Linked DNA regions of Zea mays: regions 1 and 2 are each linked to region 3. The links are chromatin contacts, called in public Hi-C maps. All regions are on one chromosome and are shown on one strand. Each heading gives the region's core, a stretch centred on a gene start, on an enhancer-like site or on the middle of the called end of the contact. The rest is flanking DNA. Distances are from core to core; before and after follow the strand shown. Region 1 holds the start of LOC100274870. Region 2 holds the start of LOC100192920. Region 3 holds the start of LOC100274745.

What was found. A called contact is a pair of places that touch in the nucleus more often than the background predicts.
Region 1: a Hi-C map of leaf shows a contact between it and region 3, with 2.8 times the contacts expected there. The contact joins the promoter of LOC100274870 here to the promoter of LOC100274745 in region 3. A contact is called at or near these places in 3 of 25 Hi-C or Micro-C datasets (bundle sheath, ear and leaf).
Region 2: a Hi-C map of endosperm shows a contact between it and region 3, with 2.3 times the contacts expected there. The contact joins the promoter of LOC100192920 here to the promoter of LOC100274745 in region 3. A contact is called at or near these places in 3 of 25 Hi-C or Micro-C datasets (bundle sheath, ear and endosperm).

The regions. Positions count from the first base shown.
Region 1 is chr10:116,199,079-116,203,080 of Zm-B73-REFERENCE-NAM-5.0, reverse strand. It overlaps LOC100274870, which reads right to left and starts at 2,272. Exons shown (of 2, transcript NM_001365937.1): 1 at 2,176-2,272; 2 at 1-747. The coding sequence starts at 606.
Region 2 is chr10:114,997,909-115,002,210 of Zm-B73-REFERENCE-NAM-5.0, reverse strand. LOC100192920 reads left to right here and starts at 2,654. Exons shown (of 9, transcript NM_001358495.1): 1 at 2,654-3,173; 2 at 3,382-3,562; 3 at 3,668-3,907; 4 at 3,980-4,124; 5 at 4,203-4,302. The coding sequence starts at 2,657.
Region 3 is chr10:115,578,701-115,583,201 of Zm-B73-REFERENCE-NAM-5.0, reverse strand. LOC100274745 reads left to right here and starts at 2,578. Exons shown (of 6, transcript NM_001347910.1): 1 at 2,578-2,691; 2 at 2,834-2,992; 3 at 3,080-3,196.

The DNA.
Region 1 (4,002 bases), core at 1,023-3,522, 620 kb before region 3:
GCCGGACTCCAAGAACCGGGCTCTCGTGGACCAGCGCCCGCACCCGACAAACCGCTCCCGGCGCCGCGCCATCCGGGACCCGGCGATCGGGATGCCCCCGTGCAGGCGGTCCACGTACCCGCGGCTGAGGTCGCCCAGCAGGAGAACGAACTCGGCGTCGGCGACCACGGCGACGTAGAACCCGGACGTCGGCTCGGGCCCCGAGCCAGCGCCGTACCGCGCCGCGGCGTAGTCCCAGAACACGCCCACCACGCAGCTGCCCGCCGTGAACGTCCCGCTCCCCTTCTTCTTGTGCAGGTGCCGCGGCGCCGCGGCGCCGCTGGCGGCGCGGTGGCGCGAGACGGCGTCCGCCTCGTGGACGGCGACGGAGAGCGCGGGCCCGTCGGGCGCCCGAGACCATGACCAAGTCACGTCGATGAGCAGCTCCTTCCCGGACGCCGACAGCCGCGACCGGTACGCGGTGGTCACCGCGCTCACCGCTGGCGCCCGCCCTCCTCCTCCGGCCTCCGGGGCGCCCGCCGCCGCATTGGCGGGACCGGAGCCGGAGCAGGCCACGTCGGAGATCCGCACGGCGTGCTCGCTGAAGCACGACACCAGGTCCTTCATGCCTCGATCTTCCTTGTCTCCGGTCCGGGCGCTCCCCACCCACCCTGGAATTCTTCGGCCGCCTACCACTCACCACCGGGCCGAGGGGGCGTGCAGGGAGGGGATGGCTTTGCGGACAGCAACGGCAGCACTGGCATTATGCTGAATTGGTGACAGCGACGGGCATTAGACAAGAAGCGAGTGGTTCGGTAATCGCAGGAGAAAGGTATCTCTTAACTGGGAAGCCTGTCGAGCAATAGGCTGGAGCTTACAAGGTAGGTATAATCTCTCGCTCCCGTCCCCAGCTCATGTGTCACTAGTGTCGTGCTCGCGGCTTGCGCGAGTCGTGATCGCTTTATACAGTTTAAATACATTAATTTTCTTGCAATACATTGAACAATCTAATTTATCATAATCATCTTACTTAAGAAAAACAATTTCTTTGTATGTATCAAGGTCAACGCCTTCAATTTGACTTAGGAGATGAAGGTTATTACCTACATATAAGAAGATTAAAAAAACAATTCCAATTTGCATGACTTAAGAAATACATTTGAGTAGATTATCCAGATGACGCTGAGTTACCGGATCACGCAATTCCAATATTGCTTTCAGTATCATATAGGATGGCGAACCTGAGAATGGATTTAATCACAGTCTCATTCACGTGGCATGGTAAAGAATTAAGGAACAAAGGCAGATTCTAACTTATGTTTCAAGCCTGCGACATACCAGATGCTACATTCGGACCTAGAGTTTATTCATTTCTATGAAATTCTGATGAACAAATTCAACTGCGTCATTAATAGTTTCTGCAACCCTGCATCATTAAAATAGCAAAATATGATGGGACATATGGCTTTATTAATACTTCAATGGGATAGATGAAGTCATAAATTATAGGTTTATATTGTGTGATGCCTGTTCACATATGCCTTGAACTATATTAACAATAATCAAACTGTACAGAGAGTATTAGTAAGCAATCTTATGTGATATTCTATACAACGATCTTGGTTGAGAAACACTCTAGCCTATTAGTAAGCAAATTTGATTCTCTCGGTTTGGTAGTCTGATGCTGGCTATGATATTGTGTGCAGTGTATTATTTTCTATTAACATTAGTATTTGCAGTTCGACAGTTCCTATATTTACTTTTGTGATAATTAATGATAGTGTTCATTGATGCTAGGTTGAGTGTACAGGACATTTGAAGAGGCACCACATGAAGTGTCAAAGTTACTGATACTGTATTCCAATTTGACGCATTCCATGGTGCCATTTTTATGTCTGTTTCTGGCTTGAACTCTATGTAGTTACATGCATGTCTCTACTTTGATAACCTGGAAGACTATTACGAACAATTATAATTATGTATCAGTACTAAATTTATCAGTGGTACTAAGTTTCGGTTTGAGAAAACATTATTTATGACTTCTCTGTTTTTTCTGATTGTGAATATTTGTACCTGTGTTTTCTAGAGTGCAGCTGACACTCTTTCCTCGGCAATATCTTGACTCCTAAAGGGGTATGGATGGCACAACAAAGCAAAGTACAATTGGCAGTCAGAGAAGCGGAGTTGAATGCGTACCCGAGGTAGCGGAGGAGGATCACTGGGAGCCTCGTGAGGAGGAAGGCCTCGGCGGTGGCCCGGTCGACTTCACCGCGGAAGGACCCGCTGCACTGCGCAAACCGCCCGCACGCGGCCCAGTGCCGCATTCCCGCGTCGGGTAGGAGCGGCACATCCTTTGCCGAGGGCGATGCAGCAACGGCTTCCGGGGACGGCGGCAGGGCTTGCTTATCTGGGAGGTCTGCTCAGCGAGCTGACGGGCGAAGGAGGGCATGGTGGATAGCGCTGAAAACTGACATGGAGACGGTGGGGCGACGGCGGCCCACGGGGGGAGCGGTCGGAACTGCTACGCCCAAGCGCCGGTTAGTCGGGGGTCGATGGGGCTCGAGCTTCACGGAAGCGATGAATGGAGAGGTGGGACCGTGGGAGGTCTACGTAGCTCCTGGAAGCGTCCAGACACGGAGAGCGCCACGGAGAGGGCGGAAGGATTCGAGGACCGTTGTTGCTCGATCCGACGGCTGAAAAATATATAGTGACGTGGATGGTCTGGTTGTTCTTCCTTGCTCCCACGGTTAATATATAGAATATGTAGAGCCGGACGAAATAGTCTGTCTCATGGCTCGCTCGTTTCCAGACCGTCTCCGCTTGGGTCGGCTCGGCTCGATCGGTTCATTTATGGCCTGTTTGGTTGTCTGGATGGGTGGGCCTGGCTCGTATCTAGGGAACCTGGCTCTTGATAGTCTGGCCGAGAGCATGCAATATCCCTATGTTTGGTTGCCTGTATGAGCTTAGCATGGCCTATGCGAGATGATGTTTGGTTGCTTGCATAAATGCTTGATGCATGAGCTTAAAAGCTATAAAGTTTTATTATATTTTCATGTGATCATGTTGCAATAGTCATAATATGTCATACAAAGCCTTAATCCACTTTTAAATAAATTAAAATTATTTAATAGACACTAATTATACGTTAATCTGTCATTAGGAAAGACTAATGGTTGCACCGGCAGAGCCTGACTCTGGAGAAATGGCCAATTCCTACGTATCTCGGGAGCCAGGCCCAAGAGGAATCTTTGCATCCCACGAGCCAGGCTGAAGAGGCTGATCAGGCAACCAAACAGAAGAAAGTTGTATCTCTTGAGTCTGGCCAAACCATATGCAGGCAACCAAACACACCCTTAATTTTTTATGAGTTGAGCTGACATTCTAGTTTGATTTGTTAACGAGCCAGCTAGCGACTTCAACAAATTATAATATTTCATTAAAATGAATTTATATGGATATTATTTACGTATAAATTTGTGAATATGTTATATGTATATATAGCGTTTATGGTCTATGTGTTAAATTGATGATTAATAAACTATGTCTATATGTTAAATTGGTATGTTCGACTATGAATATAGGTTAAACTAATGAACATGTGTAAAAATTATGAATTTATGATGAACTAATGCGTGATGACTCGTGTTGATATGATGATATTGCTGTGGTATGTTAAACTATTTTCTGTTGTTAAATTGGTTTAAAGCTAACTAGAAATTAATTATGATATATATATATTCTTTAGCTCGCGAGCTAAACAAGCCACCTCGAGCTAACTCTGTGGCTCGTTAGCTTAATGAGTCGAGTCGAGCCAGCTCAAACTCGGTCGAGCCAAATCGAGCCGACTCGATATCCAGCCCGAGTCTGCTAGTCATATGCATCCCTTCTATTGCCACTTCACGTATAGTGTAACATCCTAATTTTCGAACCAACAAAATTCATCAGGACCTAGTTTAATTAGGTAAAATTTTAGTAGTTTTGAATCACAAATTATAGTTTTAAGTATTTTCTTTTATAAATCAA
Region 2 (4,302 bases), core at 1,405-3,904, 580 kb after region 3:
AAAACTATCGTTGTCGATCGCTGCTAGAAACGATGCGCTCCACTACCGTCTAGGAAACGTTGATCCACTGCCACCACCCCACCGCTGAGGATCAGATTCTCTGGCATCGGTTGTTGCGACCCATGGCCGCCAGTGGAAGACGTCGGGACATGAGACGAGAACAACGCGATATCGAGCGATAACTTAAGACATAGGAAAGTGAAAGGGAATTAGGCTTACAACTATTTTCCTAATTTATTTTGGTGGTTGAATTGCCCAACACAAATAATTGGACTAACTAGTTTGCTCTAGTCTATAAGTTATACAGGTGCCAAAGGTTCACACTTAGCCAATAAAAAGACCAAGAAATGGGTTCAACAAAGAGAGCAAGGGATAACCGAAGGCTGCCCTGGTCTGGCGCACCGGATTGTCCGGTGTGCCACCGGACAGTGTCCGGTGCACCAGGGAACTCCAAGCCAAACTCTTCACCTTCGGGAAAACTCAGAGGCGCTCTGCTATAATTCACCGGACTGTCCGGTGTACACCGGACAATGTCCGATGCTTCAGGAATGAAGCGACTCTGAACTCGCCAGCTTCGGGAATTCACTCCGCTATAATTCACCGGACATGTCCGGTGTACACCGGACTGTCCGGTGAGCCAGCGGAGCAACGACTACTTCGCGCCAACGGTCACCTGCAGAAGCAATTAATGCGCGCCAGAGCGCGCAGAAGTCAGGCACGCGCGAAGTGGCGCACCGGACACTCTACAGTACATGTCCGGTGTGCCACCGGACATCCAGGCGGGCCCAGCAGTCAGAGCTCCAACGGTCGGAACCCAACGGCCTGGTGACGTGGCTAGCGCACCGGACTGTCCGGTGCACCATGCGACAGACAGCCTCCACCAAACGGCTAGTTTGGTGGTTGGGGTTATAAATACCCCCAACCACCCCACATTCAAGTCATCCAAGTTTTCCACCTTCCAACCACTTACAAGAGCTAGACATTCAATACAAGACACACTCAAGTGATCAAATCCTCTCCCAATTCCACAAAAGCTTTAGTGTTAAGTGAGAGTGATTTGTTGTGTTCTTTTGAGCTCTTGCGCTTGGATTGCTTTCTTCTTTCTCATTCTTTCTTGAGATCAATACTCACTTGTAACCGAGGCAAGAGACACCAATTGTGTGGTGGTCCTTGCGGGGAAGTTTTGTTCCTGGTTGATTTGAGAAGAGAAAGCTCACTCGGTCCGAGGGACCGTTTGAGAGAGGGAAATGGTTGAAAAAGACCCGGTCTTTGTGACCACCTCAACGGGGAGTAGGTTTGCAAGAACCGAACCTCGGTAAAACAAATCCGCGTGTCACACTCTTTATTCGCTTGAGATTTGTTTTGCACCCTCTCTCGCGGACTCGATTATATTTCTAACGCTAATCCGGCTTGTAGTTGTGATTAATTTTGTAAATTTCAGTTTCACCCTATTCACCCCCTCTAGGCGACTTTCAGAAAGGTTCCCCGCTCACTACTTCATATCTAAAAAGAGTCAGATCTTTTGGTAGCAGTTCAGTGGTTTATATGTATCTCTTTTACCACCCTAATAAACAAGGTCCCACTTCCTTAATACAATTAGAAAATACACTTTTTCTGCCATACAAGACACCTATGTCACATACGCTACCACCCTCCTATATAGTTGTTGGACATATATGTGAGTAATTTTCTAAGTCACCCGAGTCAATAGAAGGAAAATCAACTCTAGATATTTATAGCTACTTTTAATTAAAAACATCTTTGAGTTTGCGCTTATTTGACCAACCTTTTGACCTTTCTAAAGTAAAAGCTAGTGGTGGCCAAACGGGCGGCCCGGTCCGGATCAACACGACCCGTTAGGCCCGACTAGCTAATCGAGTCGTACTGGGTCGATATTAGTGCCGTAGTTGCGGTCCAGGCACGACACTGCAAACTGTTAACCATGACGAGTTAACATTTAGCATGTCGGCCCATTATAACAGAATGTGAATAAATTGCGAAAATAACCAAAAAAAGGAGTGAAGAGGACTTAAACCATGGTCAGCTTGAGAAAGAAGCAGAGCTGCACTCTTCTGACCGGTGCAACCCAAGTTTATTTGTGGTATATGGAGGATTGGTATTGTGTGTGTATATCAATGATTTAAAAATAAAAATATAATCGTGTAGAAATCAGACCTACAATGTGAACCGAGGAAAAGGTCTAAATATGATATGGTTCTTAGGGCATGTATAGTGGAAAGACATTAAAACGATTCTCCAAGTAAAAGAGGCAACTAAGAGACTCTATTGTATAATGTAGTGTCTATAAATATAGTCTGTTAATAAATACAGAATTAAATGCATTTATACAACATCAGATCGATAGAACATACGACATATTCGTACAGTGAGGAGTGAGGCGTCTGTTACTATTTGGTTTACGAGCCAGATCATCTCTTCACGGAAAGACGACTCTAAGATTTTTTTTATAAATACATATTAAAACATCTTAAGAGCCTCCACATTAAACACCAATGTACATGCCCTTATGTGAAATCGACACGAGCCTGTTTTACGTCATGTCACGCCGGTCATTATTAAATACGCCGGTCATTATTAAATAGATTGTTTCTACTGGATACGGCCCATCTGGCCATCCGGTTAGCAAGACCAACAAATGCACACTGATACGTTCCCTTCGAACCCACCTCCCATGGCCACCGTCGACTGCCCCCTGCCCTCTCCCGCGGACCTCGACGACAACGGATTCCCGGCTCTACCCTCCTCCCCCGCTGCCTGTAGCAGCGGCTTCGCGGAGGACTTCTACCGCAGCGGCACCGACTGGTCCTCCTTACGCGCCCCTCCGCCGCTGGGGCCGCCCAGAAGGGCACCCGGTGTGAAGGAGAGAGGAGGCGGCTCGGCCGTGCAGAGCAGCCTCTTCCAGGCGTGGGGGATCGAGAAGCCGCGGCGGGACGGGCGTGGGGCTGGGGATTCATCGCTTGTGCAGAGGAGCCTCTTCCAGGCATGGGGGATCGAGAGACCGCAGAGGGAGGGTCTCGGGGCTGGAGATTCCTCCCCCTCCTCCTCCCTTTCCGGTTCTTTGTTGGCAAGGAAGCGGAGGCGAGGAAGCACCGAGGAGGAGCGGGTGGCGGCCAAGAAGCCCCTCGCGTGCCCCTTCTACAAGAAGATTCCTGGTAAAGGCTACTGCGTTTCATGCTTTGATAGTTTGTTATAATAATTTAGGGGGTCTTTGAATGCACTAGACCCTCTTAGATATATGGCTGGTGGAGCTACTGCCTACTGAGCCACTGAGGAATGAGTTTGTTATACGTTGAATTGCTGTTGCCATCAATTTTCTAATTTGCCAATTTCGCTCATGCTGTCATGCACCTGCAAACCTAGGCACACCATTCACGGTGGATGCATTTCGGTATGGACAAGTTGAGGGGTGCTCGGCCTATTTCCTTAGCCACTTTCATCATGACCATTACGGTGGATTAACCAAGAAATGGTGCCATGGCCCCATCTATTGTTCTGCACTCACTGCACGCCTAGTGAAGATGTGCTTGTCAGTAAATTCCGAGTAAGGCTCCCTTCTCTCTCCCCCCCCACCCCCCCACCCCCCTGTGAATTCTTTCATGGTGATTTCTCGTGCACCAGCAACATGTATTCAAATCAATGAATGCAGCTATATCTGTCCTTTGGAGCTTGATACCGAGTATGTCATAGAGGGAGTGACAGTTACCTTGCTGGAGGCCAACCATTGCCCTGGTGCAGCTCTAATCCACTTCCGACTAAGTGATGGAAAGACCTGTCTCCACACTGGGGATTTTAGAGCATCAAAAACTATGCAATCGCATCCACTTCTCCAGAGAGGCCGAGTAAATTTGGTTTACCTGGACACAACATATTGCAATCCCAAGTACAAGTAGGTATACGACCCTCAAGTTTTAGGAATTTTCTCTTTCATCTGTACTTTGCTGAGCATGGCAAACTATAGGTTCCCACCCCAGGAGGATGTTATTGATTTTGTTGTGAGAACCACTCGAAGATATCTAAAGAAACAACCAAAAACCCTCATTGTTGTTGGGGCATATAGCATTGGGAAAGAGAATGTGTATCTAGCAATTTCCCAAGCTTTAGAGGTACTTTACATTTGAGCTTCACTATTGATTTTGCAACATGCAGACATTCTTATTCTCTGTTTAATATATTCATGAAAGGCCCATATATACACTGATGCATCGAGAAGGCGGATTCTCTACTCATTTGGCTGGCCAGATTTGTCCAAAAGGCTATGTTCATGCAATCAAAGTTCATCAC
Region 3 (4,501 bases), core at 1,329-3,828:
AGCTTCAGGTGCTTAAAAATGGTCTTTTAATCTCTAGAAAATCTACGAAACTTGGTCCAGGCACTTTTCTACCGTATAAAGTACCGGTTTATCATACGTCAGCCCACGTTTAAATAATTAAAAAGTTAAAATTATGCATATATGAGAATTAAACAATAGTAGTTGGCTTCACACTCACATTCGTACTCATCTAGTCAATATTATATATATATATATATGTGTTTTATACTCTATACTTAAACATAATAAAACGTAGCAACGTACATACACTTTGCCAGTGGAATCTGCTTTGCAGTTGTTTTTATACAATCACACGTAACGGGCCAGCAAAATGAAACTCGTTGAAAAAAATTAGAGCTTTATCAGGAGAATAAACATGTGCCTCTATTCTGAGATTGACTTGGTTGGTTCCACACATTGGACCTAAAACGCAGAAAAAACAGCGAACCTGCTCTCCCTAAACCCATATTACAAGAAAAGAAATGCATATGCATTGGGAAACATAACGAGAAGGCCAAACAGAAACACAACACAAAAAAGATCTATAAAGGTTAGTTTGTCGTGCGTAGAACACAATTTTTCAATTGTACACATATTTAAGGTATCTATACAATTGTAGTTGTTTGTAGTGCCCTCATTAGTGAAATAGATCCTTCTAAATATATGTTTCTCAACGACTATGGCTCTGATTTTGAAAATGCAAGGAGCCACAAACATGAATAATAACCATGGATCACTGATCACTCTGAACTAAGAGAATGTAAGGTTCTCGCTAAAGAAAAACATAATATACCTTGTTTAGAGCTATAGCATCAGGTCATTCATCTCCTTTAAGCTGTTTGTTACAAAATTCTGGTCCTTCTATTACTATACCATTGTCAGTCAATATTCCAAACTCTTTGTCTATAAACATGTTGACTATGAAAGTCTACCATCTAGATATGAACAAATCTGTCTCACTCTCTTATTTCTTTGGGATTTCTTTTGTTACTAGCCGCATGGTACTCTTCTAGGTTAGAACGATGACCATACAGGTGTCCATCCATCGAGTCATCCATGAACACGAAGCGACCTTCAAATAGAGCATATGAATCCAAGTCCAAGCTCAAGTCTGAATTAGGGTCAGAGTTAGAGTCCGATTCAAACTCGAGTCCAAGTCCAAGTTAAGGTCGAAGTTGAGCCCGAGTCTAAGTCATTGTCTGATGATCAGACCTACCAGAATTCACTAGGATGGAGATTTAATCTTCAAACTCTTGACCAAAGGATGCCAAAATCATCGGAAGGTCTAGGATGGCCCTAAAATTTTTGAGTGAGTCGGCGATGAATCTCACGATACTGAAGATGAATTCTGCTCCCGATGCAAAACTCATGGTTGTCATCAACTCTCTATTGGTAAGCATGACTTCCCTTACTTAGCACGCTAACTATCAAAGATTGTTCGATAGCAATTATATAGGGTAAGTCACGTGACCGAAAGCGAGACACACATATTTATACAAGTTTGGGCTCTCGATGTGAGATAATACTCTATGTCCTATTTGTATTTGGTATCTATTGCTATGCAATTTGATGTGATCTCCCCCAAGGAGCTCCCCTATCCCTCCCTTTATATACCAAGGGGCAGTGGACTACAGGATAGACACCGTGTCGATTACCTATTTGGAATCGTGATCGATTCGGTACTGAGTCATATGTGAGTTGAACTCTATCTTTACATGTGCATTATTCCTTATATGATAGTATCTTGCTATATCTTTTAGGATCTCGATTATATCTCCTTATTCCAATAAGATCTTTGTCATGTTTATGCTTGCGAAAAGCTTCTGACAGTAGGCCTCTTGATCTCGATTGCTGAGTCTCTAGACTGTAGGCTATCGATCGTGCCCATAGACCCATTTGTAACAGTCTTCATCTTACAACTTCATCTAGATATTCACGATAAATATTATTTACGTTAAATATTTTAGTACTAAAGGAGTTAGACTATATAGTCACTAAGTCACTATTGAATGATAATTCATACTTACTAGAGCCTAAGTGTACTTGATATTTTTGTTGTATTTTTGAGATATTAATTAGCACTAAATTTACAGATATTGACTAATTACTCTATTATCTGTGTATATATACATCGATCTTCATAAGGCAAATTGATCCGTTCTAAAAGTAGCTCTTAGCTTCTCCAATGAGCTGAACTTCTGAGGTTTTGAAACTGAAAACTGACATTTCGAGTCGGTTCATTTTTGGTTTTTACAGCGCAAGAGCAGCCGTCTGGGGACAAACGCAGTTCCTGCGCGCATGCAGGCCACTACACTAGTTTGTTTACCCCGGGGCCCGGGCGCAGAAAAGGGTGAAGAAGAAACAGCCGTGACATTATCGAGGTGGCATGGTTAGATTTGGTATATCCAATCAGATCACAGGAAGCAGTCAGATCTCATCTAAAAAAACCCAAAACAAAAACAACGAAAAACCAGGTGAGTCTGTTGCTTCCGGCTTCCCACTCTCTCTCTCTCTCTCCCCGTCGCCCGCAATATATTCGCCGCAGCCCACACCTTCCGCCACATTTCCGTCCCCCATCCCCTCCGCACCGCAGCTGTCTCTTCCTCTCCTGGTCTTCGTCCTGCCACTCCTCCACCTCAACTTGCTCTGCTCTTCTCGGATTACGGCTCGGGGTTGGTCATTGGCGGACAGGTGAGCGTGCGAATCGTCCCTCTCCTCCCTCGGTCCGCGTTCTGTAGATGCGTATGTAGTTGTACACGCAACTGCAATTGCAATCTGAGTCGACGTGCGCGGTATGCTGATTCTTGATTCGTGTTCTGTTATGCTGCGGTAGGGCGTTTCAAGAAAGGGCGGCGGCGCTTTTCCTGACGCAAGTTGCCCCGGTGTCCTGGCTTGCTGCGCGCTTGGGGGTTGGGCTCAGGAATGGGGGGAGAGCAGGCGCTGCGTCGACTGGTCCTGTTCCCATCTCTCTGAAACTTAGATGGATGCATCTGTACGTCTCTGTGCCTCTGGTTGCTTTTGCCTCTCTGACCATTCTTCTCACGCGTGTTCCGTTCTCTTGTGTTGTGCTGCTGCGTAGGTGAACGCCAAGAAGAAGGTTAGTTTCTGTGGGAACACCGGCCACAGCCGCTGCGGTGAAGTTCATTTAGCTGCGGTGTGCTCCGGTCGTATGCGAAGCAACCCCTTCTCACTTCAGGTTATTGTGTTCTCTGTCCGCCTACCTGTCTTGCTCAAGAGTACAACACTCTACGCTCTGACTCTAAACGATGCCGTTCTTGATTGGGAGGCTACCAGTTTCCTTCTTTTCTTTAGTTGTAGTTGGATCTTGTCGAACTCTCTACTCAGTCATATTGAAATAGGGGTTGGGATGAGGAACGCTGCTGGAGATAGATTTAGCCCCAAGTACTACTGAGTTTAGAACCGGTTTATCCAATTTTGATAAGAACTAAGAGGGTAGGTTTCTACTACACTCGTTCTCGAATATTTGTCGTCCATTAGTTCATTTTTTAATTAAAACGTGACAAATAAAAAAGAACGGAGGGAATACAATTCAAGGTGGAGGCTGTGCCTGATGGCGTTTGATTCCTCGTATAAAAGTTTGTGGTGTGGGAACAGATGAATATTACAACCTGCACAAGTCAAACTTGAGTTTTCTTATTTTATCAATGCAAACAGTGTTGGCACCTAATATGTAATTTTTGCGCTCTTAAATCTTGGTGGAAAAATAATCAAACGAACCTCCTTCCTCTGTCCTAGAAAGAATGGCGTTCTAGTTTTCTTATCAATCGATTCATCTCAATTTTAGCAAAATTTATATAAAATATATTAATATTTATGATGCCAAATTATTAACACTAGATACATCATGGAATATATTCTCATATTTTATCTTTGAAGTAATAAATGGTGATACTATTTTCCGTAAACTTAGTCAACTTTGGGAGAGTTTGACTGGTTCAGACCTAAAATTGCATTCTTTTAGGGATGGAGGTAGTACCATATTAGCAGGAAGGAATACTTGGTTATTTAGATGACAGGAGTCTAAGTTCTGGCCTCTACACTGGCTAGGGATGCACAAGAGTACTAAATTCACAAGTATCTAAATAGATGAACACCCGGATTTGAACCCTCTGAATTGTCATATATATTTATATTGAAAAATTTATTCATGTGTTCGAAATCTGTGGATTCTGTTGGGTTTGAACTCTGGTCTACCCCAACTTGTTTGGGACTAAAAAGGCTTTGTTGTTGTTGTTGTGTTTATATTAAAATAAAGAATCAATTGTACTGCAATCACAACAATACTATGACCAGAACTAGAGAAGCATCCCTCTGCGTTGTTAAGATGCCATCCTTTGCAATTTTTGTGTACAGATCTACAGATTTAGTAGGATGGACATACTGATTTGCAATCACCTTGCTATTAGTTTATCAGAGTGCCTGATCCTTTTTTTGTTCTTTTACAGTGGTTTTAACAACAAAATAATGATGTGTATTCGGA